Regions from separate parts of the Gossypium hirsutum genome. Here regions 2 and 3 are each linked to region 1. The links are chromatin contacts, called in public Hi-C maps. All regions are on one chromosome and are shown on one strand. Each heading gives the region's core, a stretch centred on a gene start, on an enhancer-like site or on the middle of the called end of the contact. The rest is flanking DNA. Distances are from core to core; before and after follow the strand shown.

Region 1 (4,570 bases), core at 872-3,371:
CATTGCATTGCAAAAACCGGCACCTCCAAACTCCAGCTTTGAACTTTCTGAGCCCCATATTTGCCATTGCCAACTGAGTTATCCAATCCGACAAATGGCCCTACGATTTCTTCTCAAGGAGCTTTGGAGCATTCAATTCAAATAAGGTAGGCTTCACTGACTCCAACAACTGGTTTGTGATAAATTTCATTTCTAATAGAATAGAAAGGGAAAGAGAGACATGGGTTAGTTAAGATGCACGGCCAAGGATGTTGGTAATGGATTAATCGTTTGCTAATATGTCATTGTCCAAAAGGCTTCTGCTGTAATCTTATTCACATACCCTTTTGGGATTGTGTTGGTCGCCCATTAACTTAAACACTGTTTACACGTGCGTACTTTGCCAACTATTTCTCTTTAGTTTACCATTATAATAGACTTAATAATTTCTAAATTTCTTGGAAACCATGCCTAGGGAAAGATCAATGGACTCGAATTTGCAGGAACAACAAGAAGAGTAAAGGCAAATGAAAGATAGTAAGGTGGGTTCAAGAGAAGTTATATTATAAACGTTGTCCTACCCAGAATAGAGGGACTATTTTACCAATCTAATCCAAAAAAATTTAATATTTATAAAAATGTTATTAATTCAAAATTTTGAAATGAACATTAAAATTTGGTTATGAGAAATAATAGCAGGCACCACCTTTTTTTTTCTATTAAAAAATAATTTTTGGGGTTTTGGACACTAAATGTCAAGATACTAACACATGGGAGTGAAAACCTCAATAAACTGACTTACTTTCATTAGTGAATCATCCAAGTATTTAATACAAGGTGGAAGGACGTACTAACAAACTATTAGTTAACTAGTTAACTAACTGACTGTTAACCCTTTTCTCTTATCATGCCCCGAGCTTGTTTGCTTCCTTTCCCCGGCATTAGCTTCATTGACTGAAACCCGAAGTTGACTTTTAAATTTTTTGAACAGGACTGCTGACAAGGGCTTGGTTAAAATGTCAGCCACCTGTTCTTGACTTGGAATGTGTCCAACTTGGAACAGGCCTTGTGCAACTTTTTCCCGTACAAAGAAGAGATCCAATTCGACGTGTTTGAATTTAGAATGTTGAACTGGGTTTCCTGCTACGGCCACGGTTGCGAAGCTGTCACACCATACAAGTGCTTTGCCGTAGTGAGAAACACAAAGTTCGGTTAACAGCGACTGTATCCACACCATTTCTACAATAACATGGGCGAGACTTCTGTATTCAACCTCTGCAGTCGAACGTGATACAACCTGCTGCTTCCTCGAGCTCCAAAAGACCAGATTTCTACCAAGAAACACACAATAACCAGACGTGGACCGGCGATCATCTACGTCAGCTCCCCAACTAGCATCAGAAAATCCCTCGAGTAACAGCTTGGAGCACTTTGTGAACCTCAGGCCATGATCCAGTGTTCCATGCAAATAACGGAGGATCCTCTTAACAGCTTTAAAATGCACATCAAGAGGTCGGTGCATGAATTGACACACCTTGTTGACAGCAAAGGCTACATCGGGCCTAGTTATCACTACATACTGCAATGCCCCAACGATACTCCGATAGAGATGAGCATCATCAACAGGATTCCCTTCATGAGCAGACAGCTGACACGTTGGTACTATGGGCGTTGGTAAACTATTTGACTTATCCATACCTGCTTGTTGTAGGAGGTCGAGAACATATTTCCTTTGGTTAAGAAACACTCCAGTAGAGGTATATTGGACTTCTATACCTAGAAAATAATTTAGTTGGCCAAGGTCTTTCAAAGAGAACTGAGCATCAAGTCTTCGAACAAAGCCATCTATGGTTTGAGAGTTGGTCCCAGTAACGATTATGTCATCGACATATATTAGCACATACAGTAGCTGTGATTCAGAGTGTTGAATAAAGAGTGAACTTTCGGCTTTAGAAGCAACAAAACCAGTGACCAACAGGAATTCTTTTAACTTGTGAAACCAGGCCCTAGGTGCCTGTTTGAGTTCATAAAGAGCTTTGCGCAACTGGCACACCAATGGTTGATTGTTATCTCTTTATTTTTCAAAACCCGCTGGCTGTTCCATATAAATCTCCTCTTGGAGATCGCCACTGAGGAAGGCATTATTTATGTCGACCTGTCTGAGAGACCAGCCCATCGAGACAGCAAGAGCTAGAACCACACGAATGTTTGTTGGTTTCACCACTGGACTGAAGGTTTCTTGGAAGTCCACCCTAGCTTCTTGGAGATACCCTTTTACTACCAACCGTCCTTTGTACCGAGCCACTGAACCATCGGCATTACGTTTGATTTTGAAAATCTACGACCTAGAGGTAAAGGCACAACGTCCCAAGTATGATTTGCAAGTAAGGCTTTGTATTCAGCATGCGCTGCTGCTGACCATGCAGGATGTAGGAGAGCTGCTGTAATGGAGGTAGGTTCCTCATCTTCTAGAACAGACGTGAACACTTTAGGCTTGTAAATTCCACTTTTAGATCTCGTTTGCATCGGGTGAGTATTTCCCAGGAGTAGATGCTGTTCAAAAGATGCAGATGAGTGTGATGAGTGTCCTGAATCTGGTGGTGAGTGTCTTGACTCTGGTGGTGTGAGAGAACGTCAAGACCCAGACGAGTTATCAGTTTGGCTTATGCTATCGTATGACACCGGAGTAATCCCTTCCTCATGAGGAGAAACAGTAGGAGGAGATGTATTACCCAACACCACTGGAAGGCGAGATTGATGCTGAAAACTTTGAACTGACTGAAAAGAGAACCAAATGAACTATCCTGTTTGAAAGGAAAACACGCCTCGTCAAATGTGACATGTCTGGAGACAAACACCCTACCACAACTGGCAATGCATCTATACCCTTTTTGATTTGACACCACTCCAAGAAACACACATTGACTGGACTGAACTCCAGCTTATGTCGATGATAGGGCCTCAAATAGGGATAACAAGCACATCCAAAAACCCTGAGGTACGAATAGGATGGCCTAACTTGATACAACATATCATAAGGACTTTGGTTGTGTAAAACAGGTGTTGGTAGCCTGTTAATCAAGTGCACATCATAAGAAAAAACATAATACCAGAACTCTAGAGGTAAGCCTGCCTGAGCTAAGAGAGTTAACCCCACATCTACAATTTGCCGATGCTTCCTTTCAGCCACCCCATTCTACTTCGAGGTGTGAGGGAAAGTTACCCGGTGTTGAATACCAAGGCGAGCAAGCTCCTTTGAGAGCGATCAATACTCCCCACCGCCATCAGATTGAAGAGCTTTGATGGAGTAACCAAATTGAACACGACCCATTTGATTAAACTGAAGAAAACATTGAAAAACTTCAGCTTTGGACTTGAGAAAATAAACCCAAATGTATCTACTATACACATCCACAAAGAAGACATAGTAAAGAAATCCATTGGACTTGACATGTGAAGGACCCCAAACATCAGTTGTTACTAGTTCAAAAGGTGAAGAATACACTGTTCGAGAGGAGCTGAAAGGCAGCTTATGAGCTTTGCCTAGTTGACAAGCTGAACAAACAGAAGTAATACTATTTTTATTGAACTGAATATTACAATCTTCTAAAGAAACTCTAAGGACACTCGAGCAAGGATGTCCTAATCTTTGATGCCACAACTCCAGGAGTGATAATTGTTATGCTGTACACAGATTCGCTGAGACTGACTGTGAGGATGTACCATCTGTACGAGAAGATGAGCCAGAAAAATTGAACTGATATAGACATGTGGCCCACTAGGAGGGTTTTCCTTGTCTGTATATCCTTCACAAAACACAAAAAAGGATGAAATTCAAAGTAAACATCATTATCTCTTGTAAACTGCCCAACAAACATTAAACTCTTGCATATAGTTGGTACATGAAGAATAGTTCGTAGGCGCAAAAGTCTAAACCCAGCCAACATACTAGTGTTCCCAACATTAGAAATAGGAACTGAAACATCATTCCCCATCGACACATGTTTCATACCTGTATAAGGAACAACATTTGTGAGAGCAGTCACATTTGGAGTAACATGGTTTGTCGCACCAAAATCTGGATACCATACTTGGTTAGTATTATCAGCAAACGAGGTTCGTGAAGGCTGATGAGAACACGATGACAGTGGCTGATAACAAGAGCTACACCCATGAGAACAAGAAGATGCGCCTTGATCTCCAACCTGATGATAGTTGACAGAAACAGTATGACTAGAGTTAACACCAGAATAGTTTTCATCAAATCTGTGATAGCAAGTCTGGACTAAATGTCCAATTTTCCCATATAATTGGCATTGGGGCTTGGAACGAGACCAACCACGACCATTCGTACGGCCCCTGGTTCGAGACCAACCACGACCATGCCCTCGATAACTTGTTTTATATTCTTGTTGATAAGTCCCTGAAGATTCGGTATGCTCCGAACTTTCAATACTACTTTGTTTTTTATGAGACACCATATTTGCTTGCGGTGGTACCTCTGTTAAACTATCCAGTTGTCGTGTCTCACAATCAAGTAACAGTTCAGTTAAGAGATCTAGTGACATAGGAGTAGCCGAGGCTAGGATAC
Region 2 (5,072 bases), core at 189-2,688, 230 kb after region 1:
TTTTTTAATAGGTCAGATATATATTTTAAAAATTAATTTGATAATAAATATAAAAATAATTTGTAAATTTATCATACAAACTAGTTTTAAAATTAGACTTTTAAATAACCAAGCCACCAAGTGTTGAGCAACAAAACTTGACATTTGTGGAGCACTCACGCTTTAATTTTCAAATGCAATATATATATATATATTTGAAATATGAATGTAATACTTTTTGAACTTTATTTTTTTATACATTTAATTAATTAAATTCTGAGAAAAAAATAATTTATTAAATATATTAAGAAATTCATATTTTTGTTATTTACAGGTTAATTATTAGTAATTTTTTTAGGATATAATATTACTTTTATTTTTTTAATAAAATTGTTACTTATAATTTGAAATTAGTTCAAATATATTCTGAAGGTCACTAAATTATTATTAAATTTATGTTTTAGTCACTCAACTTTAAAAAATTTTAAAATGATCACTATACTGTTTAAAAGTTTTTATTTAAGTTGTTAAGGCTTTTTCTTTAAAAAAAAAAGTTTGACTAGCAAGTTTCAAGTGATGATTTGACAATCGGTACGGTTGAGTAGTGCAAATCGATGAGTAAAAGAACATGTCTTAAGTCCAAGTCGATTTGTGTCAGAAATAAGAGGAAAGCTATTTAGACTTTGGTTTGCAGATTTACAATGTTCAAAGTTGTTTTGTGAAAAAAATGAATTGAAGTAAAAAAGGGAAATGAGAACTTTCGGCTGGTATAATCGATACGAATAGAGAATGTTATACAATAACAATTTTTAATTACACAGAAACTTTTAAATAATTTAGTAATAACTAAAACATAAATTTTAACAACTTTAAAATATTTTTTTATTTTTGAAAACGAGTTTGAGAGTAAAATAAAAATTCCGGCAGACCAAACTCATAAATCGAGTAACAATCTCATTCCCAAATCTTTAGTTAAATTCAATCTCATTGTTTAATTATTCAACAAATTAAGTGAAAAAGGGAATATGCATAGATACACTAAATCAAAGTTTATTAATTTAATTAAGATTTTTCCTCTTTAGAGATAAATTTGGAGAAAATGACTACTTTTAAACCCATGTAGGAGATATTTTAAGGTTCGCTTTGCGGTGAGAGCACTTTCTCTTCCTGTTTCAGTATCCCACAAAAAAGATTTGGATTTCATAGATACATGTTCATGGCTAATGCAGACAATGCAATGAGGAGACTTGATTTCGTTGCACAATCTGGGAATACATAGAAGAAGCAACAACAAATGGATGAACAATCACAGAATAAACAAGAAGATGATGTAGTTAATAGACATAATGCCAAGCCATGGGAAATTCAGAATCATTGTCACAAGCTAGAAAGATAATGGGTATGAGGAATTCGTTTCATACGGGCTATCCAGATCTTGGTATTGGTGAAATGGGCTTAGCCTATCGAAGCTCTAAGAGGGCTTTATGGTGATCCCGAGGTCCTTCAAGTGCCGTTCAAATTTTGGAGGGGTACGATGAAATAAGCCAGAAAAATTAGATTAGTAAAAATTTAAGTCCGTATAAAATATTAATCGGATTTAGGTTTGAATATTTAAGGTTTGAGTTTAGTCGAATTTAATTCATTTTTTAAATTTTATAATTTTTTATATTATATTATTTTTATAAGAAAGGGATCCATTTAAATCAGTTTAAAACTTATGCGGTTTTACACAATTCCGTAATTTATCCAACCATTGAAATTGTCAATATGTTTGTATTGGTCATGCATCTAAAATTTTATATCGGTATAAAAAGTTACAAAAGAGTGTAAAACCATTTAAGTTTTATATCGGTATAAGTGGATTCCTCACCAATTTTATAAATTATTAATTTATAACATATGAAAATTAAATATATAGTAATACATAAGCAACTGTAATGTATATCTTAGAAAATGTTAAGATGGCTATATAAAATTTTAATTAAAAAAATTATTAAAATTTACATTAAAAAAAATAATATAAGTAGACCTAAAATGAGTTTGGATTAACTATTTGTAAATACTAATGGATTTAAGTAAAATTTAAAATTTTAAACTCATATTCCAAATCGGATAAGATTTGGCAGAAATGAAAGAGGAGAATGATGATTTGAAGCGAAAAGGAAGACTACATAGCTAACAAAGTCATTAGTGGAGAATGAAGATAAATAGGGTACTGGAGGAGGATGGCATGGGTGTTGATAGGTTGAATGAAGTCTGACTTAAAATTATTGTTGATAATGTGAATGCTCAGAAAATCTAATTGTTTGAGGTGATTATATAGTTAATGATCACTGATTATATAGTTTGAAAATATACACACACTTCCTGCTAATGATTTGAGGTCCAAAATTTTGGACCTAATCTTTTTAATTTTATAAGGTCCTTTTATTTTTATTTTTACAAAACTATTTGGATGCCTTCCATTTGTCTCTCACTCTCTCTTCTTTGGCTTTTTTTTTTTAAAAAAAATTTAATTTTTGAAATAATATGAATTGTGCATAAGAACTTTAAATCGATACAATAATTGACAATTTGGGATTGGCACCACTATATTGATTTTGTAAAAAATAGATAGGAGACTTCAAAATTCTAAATCCATAGTTAACATATCGATTTGGGGTTTTTATGGACAATCAATAAATTGACAGTCGTTTAGTAAGAGTTAATCATTTAGTGGTTCTACAATTAATTTAAGATTAAAGAAGAAATGGTGGTTGAGGCATCCTCAATCATTATAAATAATTTACCAGTGAGCAATAAGACATCCATAGTCCGTTATCAATTTTGGAACTAAGATCGACGTCCTACCCAAGATTGGAACATTCATCAATTCAATTTATTTTATTTTATTTCAAAAAATCAATTTCTATTTATTATTTTACTGTGTTCTTATTTCTATTTAATTTCATTATACTTTAATCCCCTTCCTTAATTTTATGCAAAATTGCAAGTTTGTTGGGCGTAGAACTGGTCACAAAGTGCACTAGTTGTGAGAAATTCAAACACTATCAAAACATTTATTGTGAGATTGTTATATTTTATTTTTAGGTGTAAGATTTGTTTTTGGTGGATTCAATACCCATCATTAATAATAAAATTAATATCTACAACTAAACCTATGCATTGTTGAGTAAGAAAACTAGTATAATATAAAAGAAGGAATGTGAACAAATATGGAAACAATAAATTTTGGGTTAGTTTTTAAAATTTCAAAATAATTCTTTTTTTAGTTATATTTAAAATGGTTCCACTCTTAGATTTAAGTTTTAATAATAAAATATAATATAATAAAGTAAATATTATTTTAATTTACATTTGGTTTTTTAAGCAAGTAAATATGTTATTTTACCTCTAATATTGTAATCTCTAGTAGAAAAATAATTTGTTGTACAATCTCATTATAGGTTTTGTTCGTAAATATTATTTTTGAGATAATGCTTAAAATTACTCATAATCCCTCCCTAACCCATAAATAGGAGGATAATGCATTTCAGCGTATTTAAACCCATGTCCTTCTAGATTGAAAACAATACTCATGCTAATAAAGTTAAGACTCAACCAACTTATTGTACAATTATTTTATTTTAACTAATTTACAAAATAAAAAATAAAAAAAATACTATACAACTTCACTAAAATTGATAGAATATCATTATATTAATAATCTGAGTTTGATATTGAATTTTTATAAATATTTAAATATTTCTTTTCTTCAAGCAAACAGATTGTTTTTAACATTATCAATTTAAATGTAAATATATAAGGATGAAAAAGAATTTATTCAAAGTAATTATATTGAAGCAATTTACAGTTATAGCCATTTTTAATAAATACAACTAACTCACACATCATATATTAGAGTTAGAATAGAAAAAAGTTCATACTAATTAGAGGGAAAATCCATAACACCTAACTCTTTCCAACTTTAAAAAAGGTTTTTTTTTTTAAAATTTATAATATTTATTTTAGACTTCACAAAAAAAAACACAAGTTGTTAACGTGTTCATATAATATTAAAAGAATTAACTAAAAAATCACAAATGTTACTCTTTAATCATACTGGTGGAATTGAAATTTTTCATTCACATATTTTTAATAAATTCTTTTAAAAAATTGATAAGAAAATCAATGGATACATGGGTTGGTCTCTACTATGATGGATTAGAAGACTTCACTTGGTTGCCACTTGTTGATGGCTCATTGGCCAAGAAGAAATGGATGTCTTCGTCTTTAGTAAAAAGAATGGTTGATAAATAAATAATTTAGATTAATTGATAAAAGTATCTGTATGTATAACATAATGATTTTTTATAATAGTTTATTGCCTAATTAAGTTTCCTGTTTATTTCCAATGCGATGTGTTTAGTTTTTTTTTTTTATCTTATACTATAGTATCGTTACAATATTTAATTTTACCGTCACTATTATTTTTATACCAATCGCAGATAAACACACCAATCATCCAAAAAAGTCCTAATATATATATTAATAAATTTTTAAAAATAAAAAGACAAGCATAACATAAACTATTTGATAAACTGAAGAATTAAGTGTTCAAAATTAAATAATAATTTTTTAGTACTAAATTTTATTATAAGTAATAAATTTATATTAGAAAATTGATTGGTAAATTAATAAAAATGATGTATGGAATATTTTGTTTGATAAAAAGTAAATATTTATTTTTAAAAATGATTTAATACTTAATTATGATATTAATAATATAATATTTAAAAATTGTTGGATAGAAGTTAAATATCTCATTATTTTAATCTATTTCAGCTATTTACTTAATATGATTATTAAACAAAGTGGGTAAAATAATATGTTTTAGATGAAAAGGTGAAGATGATGATATGTGAAGGAGAAGCAAAATAAGAAGAAGGCATTCACGTCACGATAACGAATGCTGAAGTAGGCTTAAATGATGAAGTGAAAACTGATTAAATTTCATGGATTGCAAAGGGAAAAAGGTTAGGCTTCAAACATGAACTAGCTAATTGCCTGATAAATCCAAGCACAGTGCTTGGAGGATTTCCCACTGCCCCCAT
Region 3 (4,367 bases), core at 470-2,969, 250 kb before region 1:
CTTTTGTACTTTTACTAATTTTATTAGTTTGGCTCTATACTTTTATTCTGTAATCCTCATTGCCCCAACCCAAATATTCGTTAAAAATTTTAAATAAGCCAATGACACATTGCCAATTGTCAAGAAAAAGTAAAAAAATACTTACAAATTTTTAAAATATCAAAAACACTAGAATGTAACTGAAAATAATAAAGTTCGAGAAAAAACCCAAAATCTTAAAAATTAGAAAATTATAAAAATTTAAAAATATTTGTTTCTGAAAATCATAAAAAATATTTTTTAAATTATAAATATGAAAAGCTTCAAAAATAATTTAAAATTCATAAAATAAAATAAATAAAAATTATGTTTGGAATTTTAGGTTTTTTTAGAAAATTTTAGAATTGTTTAGAATTGTTAAAGAATTTTATGGTAATTTTCAGTAAAAAAAAAATCAAAATTTTAAACAAATGAAAAAAGTCCCTAAAATTTTCAATAAATAAGATTCTTCAAAATTTTCATGCAATTATAATATTTTTATTAAAAAGAGAATCCAAAATTCTAAACAGACCCACTTTTAAATTTTATGAGAATTGATTTTTTGAAGTTTTGCATATTTTTAATTTTAAAAATAGTTTTACAATTTTTTAAAAATAGATTTTCTAAGTTTTTAGATTTTTTGGGTTCAGATTTTTTTTATGATTTTTGATAAATTTTTAAATTTTTTAAATTTTTTTAAATTTTAATTTTTTTTTATTTTTTTGACACGTGATAGTTTATTATTGGTTGACTTAATCTTTTTCTTAATCGAAATCTAAGTTGAGGCAACAAGATATACATAATAAAAGAACAAGAGCCAAAATTGATAAAAAAATAATATAAGTGTCAGAGTGATTTTTTTTATTCAAATTAAATGTTTGATTAGTTAAAAGAAATTGGGTTATTTTTTCAAGTTGATTTTTTTTTTTTTTTTAGAATTATGGTGTCTATTTTAGTAGCAACGATTATTCTCTCCGCTACAGTTACTTTTTAAATAAGTAAACATCTAATTTAAATATGTTTTATTTTTATGCCTAAAAATCAAATTTTTAACTACATAATTGAAGGATGGAAAAAACATTAACCGCAACTTATAATTTAGGTGAGATCATTCTTACAGTACTCCTGCCACTCTTCTTTACTGTTATGACTTTTTTGCCAATGTGCATATTTTTTTTCTTTTGCGACCAAACAAATTGGATTTCTAGTTGTGGATGTGATTTTTCACTATCCAGATATTTTATGCACTTAAGGCTAAAGCTGTGGAAATATCCACGCTGATATTTTGGGGTCAAAAATGTATTCATGATAATGAGACTGACCACTGACCAATCATCTTTATTGAGAGGATGATGATGCTTTTCTACATCTTGATCCCCATTACCAACTAATATTTTCATGAATTGATATATAACTTTACATAGAAATAATTGGATAGATATTTTCAAATGTTGGGTAATATTAATGCATATTTTATTCTTTTAGGGGAGACATTAGAAGAAACAATATAAATCTCGAATACAAATTGTAAAATAATATTTAAAAAATTGAAAGCTTGAAATATATAATTTTTTTATATTAAAATATGAATTGCATGTTGTGAATATAGGAATACAAGAGAGGAAAATAAGATGGGTAAGAGAAAAGAAAGATGGGCCAAACAACATCTAAAAACAAAATGATAGCATCAGAATGTGATACCCCAAATTTCTTTTATATCACCAAAGACAATGGGAGATAGAAAGGGACAAAGTAACCAAATATTGTATTCCACTTATCCACTCCTTTTCAATCTTATCTAAGAAATATAAAAAAAGAAAAACATGTCTATTTAGATTTGAACCATGGTAATTGTATATTTCTATATGAGAGGTGTTTATGTTTGAGGTGAAGCTAGTTCAGGTCAATATCAATGTATAGTAATAATATTACATATATATTTTTTAAATTACAACTATATACATAGTTGTTATCCTAATTAATTATTAGATTTTATCACACCCATAATAGAGGTGAATGAAAATATTTTACATTAAAACAGTACATTTATAAAAATATATGATTAAATGACTATTAGTAAAATGGCAAGAGTTTTTTATATAAATTTATTAGTGTTTGATTCTTAAATAATGTTTTCCATTTTTTTTTGAAAATTATATAAAAATATGAAAATGCTGAAACTAACCTTATAATAATATTTATTAACCTTTAAAGTAAGGATATTTTAGTAACTTCATAGTTTAGTTAGGGTTTACCCTCAATTATATTATTTTTAAAATTTTTTTAATAAAAAATTATGTTAATTTTTATTTAATATTTAATATTTAATAAATTTATATAAATTTTATTTTATTAAATTTTTAAATACTAATAATTTAACTTTATTTAATATTTACATTATAGTATTATTTATCTAGCTTTCGTATAATGTAAATTACATAACATATTGTTAAACTAAGCCTTATTGGATAATATGTTTTGATATAACAAATTAAAGTGTTTTTGAATAAAAGTAAAGTTGAGCAATTTCATAAAATCAAGTTAAAATGGTTTCAATTGAGTCAAACATTTTCAAATATGTTTTAATCATTTTCAAACAAGTTAGAATTGCTCCAGGATAAAAAGTATCAATGCTTTTTGTCTAAGTATCGATATTCTACAAGATATCGATACCCCTCTGTTAATTAATACCAAATTGACATTCTGGAATTTGTAACCTCTGCTAAGTATTGATAAATCTCTCAGGTATCGATATTCCTGCTCCAACGGTCATTAAAATTTGCATCAATTACAAAAAATATTGATACTGTTTTAGTAGGTATCGATACTCGTAGCTACATGTGAAGTTTATGACCTGGTATTTCATCCCTAATAGCTATATTCACTTTTACAACAACCACAACAGTTGGAAATCAATTAGAGGGTATAAATACTATCTTCCAAAGATTTAGCAACAAGAAGAGCAATATGCAAAGCTTAAAGATAAATCAAAACAACCTAGAGTTTAAATCTTTCATACATTTTCTTGTAAACACTTGTGAGCTTTCATTGTATTCATTTAGCTCAAGTGTTCTTCTTTGTATTTGTGCTTAATTGGCAAACATTCTGATCTTGTAAGGATTATTTTTTTGTTTGCTTATTTATTTCTCTTTGAGAGAGGGTTGATTCTTAAGGTTTGAGTAGAAACCTTAAGGGAGTTATATATTAAGATTTTGGGGTATAAATCTTAAAGGAGACTGTAAGGTTAAACCTTGTCCTCAAAGGTTGTCAAATTAGTAAATTTGGGAAAATCCTTAGTTATAGTGAGCTAAGGTAGTGGAGTAGGCAATTGGGGCCAAACCACTATAAATCACTGTGTTCTTTGTTGCAAAATTTTTATTGCTTCCACCACAATATCTCAAAGGCCTATTTAACTTTACTATTGGTGATCTCGAGTTGATCCTTATGATCTAACACATATATATATAAGTAAAAAAAATATAGTTAACCCTCTTTATAACAATCTCATTTGTTTGTTAAAATTTTGGATGTTATAAAGAGGTAGTTGTTATACATCTATAACAACATTTGATATTTATATCACATTTGAATTTTTTAGGTGTTTAAATTTAGAAATTATAATATATTAATAATATTAATTTTTAGTATTTACATTATAGTATTATTTATATAGCTTTCATATAATGTAAATTACATAATATATAAGTAAAAAAATACAATTAACCCTCTCTATAACAGTCACATTTGTCTATTAAAATTTTTTATGTTTTAGAGAAGTAATTGTTATACATTCATAACAATATCTGAGACACTTATAACAAAATTTGAGATTTAGATCATATTTGAATTTTTTAAGTTTTTAAATTTAAAGATTATTGTAACACCCCGAACCCGAGACCGACACCGGAGTCGGACACGAGATGTTAACAAACTTTGAAAAATTTTTCCAGACACTGCCCAGTCTGAGTACTAGTCGCTTCAAAAATCATATCTTGAGTTTCACAACTCGAAAATCAGTTTTGTGATTTTTTTCTGAAACTAGACTCATGTCCCCACCTATGTATTTTTTTCTAGAATTTTTGGTCGGGCCAATTATTACAGTTTATTAGTCAAAGTCTCCCATGTTACAGGGGTCGACTACACTGACCTTTTCCCATTACGACTTGGATATCTCTCTGCACAGAGCTTCAATACTGATGCCGTTTGTTTCTATGGAAACTAGACTCAGAGAGGAATCCATACATATATGGTATGACCCCTAATTATCTCTGGTCAATTTATAGTGAATTTCCAAAGTCGGAACAGGGAATCCAGAAACTGTTCTGGCCCTGTTCCACAAGAACCCGAAT

Evidence for each region. A called contact is a pair of places that touch in the nucleus more often than the background predicts.
Region 2: a contact with region 1 is called in a Hi-C map of leaf, with 2.7 times the contacts expected there. The contact joins the enhancer-like site here to the promoter of LOC107947743 in region 1. A contact is called at or near these places in 2 of 34 Hi-C or Micro-C datasets (both in leaf).
Region 3: a contact with region 1 is called in a Hi-C map of leaf, with 2.1 times the contacts expected there. The contact joins the enhancer-like site here to the promoter of LOC107947743 in region 1. A contact is called at or near these places in 3 of 34 Hi-C or Micro-C datasets (callus and leaf).

Annotation. Positions count from the first base shown.
Region 1 is chrA06:91,969,324-91,973,893 of Gossypium_hirsutum_v2.1, reverse strand. LOC107947743 reads right to left here and starts at 2,121. Exons shown (of 2, transcript XM_016882274.1): 1 at 2,068-2,121; 2 at 857-2,023. The coding sequence starts at 2,121. The coding sequence ends at 857.
Region 2 is chrA06:91,735,452-91,740,523 of Gossypium_hirsutum_v2.1, reverse strand. No RefSeq gene overlaps it. Among protein-coding and RNA genes, the nearest start is that of LOC107945895, 14 kb to the right of the region's middle. Within about 2 kb of position 1,438, at least 1 of the 9 cell types and tissues checked has an H3K27ac peak or open chromatin away from gene starts, as enhancers often do. A contact at or near this core is called in leaf, where this site is marked.
Region 3 is chrA06:92,215,758-92,220,124 of Gossypium_hirsutum_v2.1, reverse strand. No RefSeq gene overlaps it. Among protein-coding and RNA genes, the nearest start is that of LOC121231746, 80 kb to the left of the region's middle. Within about 2 kb of position 1,719, at least 1 of the 9 cell types and tissues checked has an H3K27ac peak or open chromatin away from gene starts, as enhancers often do. A contact at or near this core is called in leaf, where this site is marked.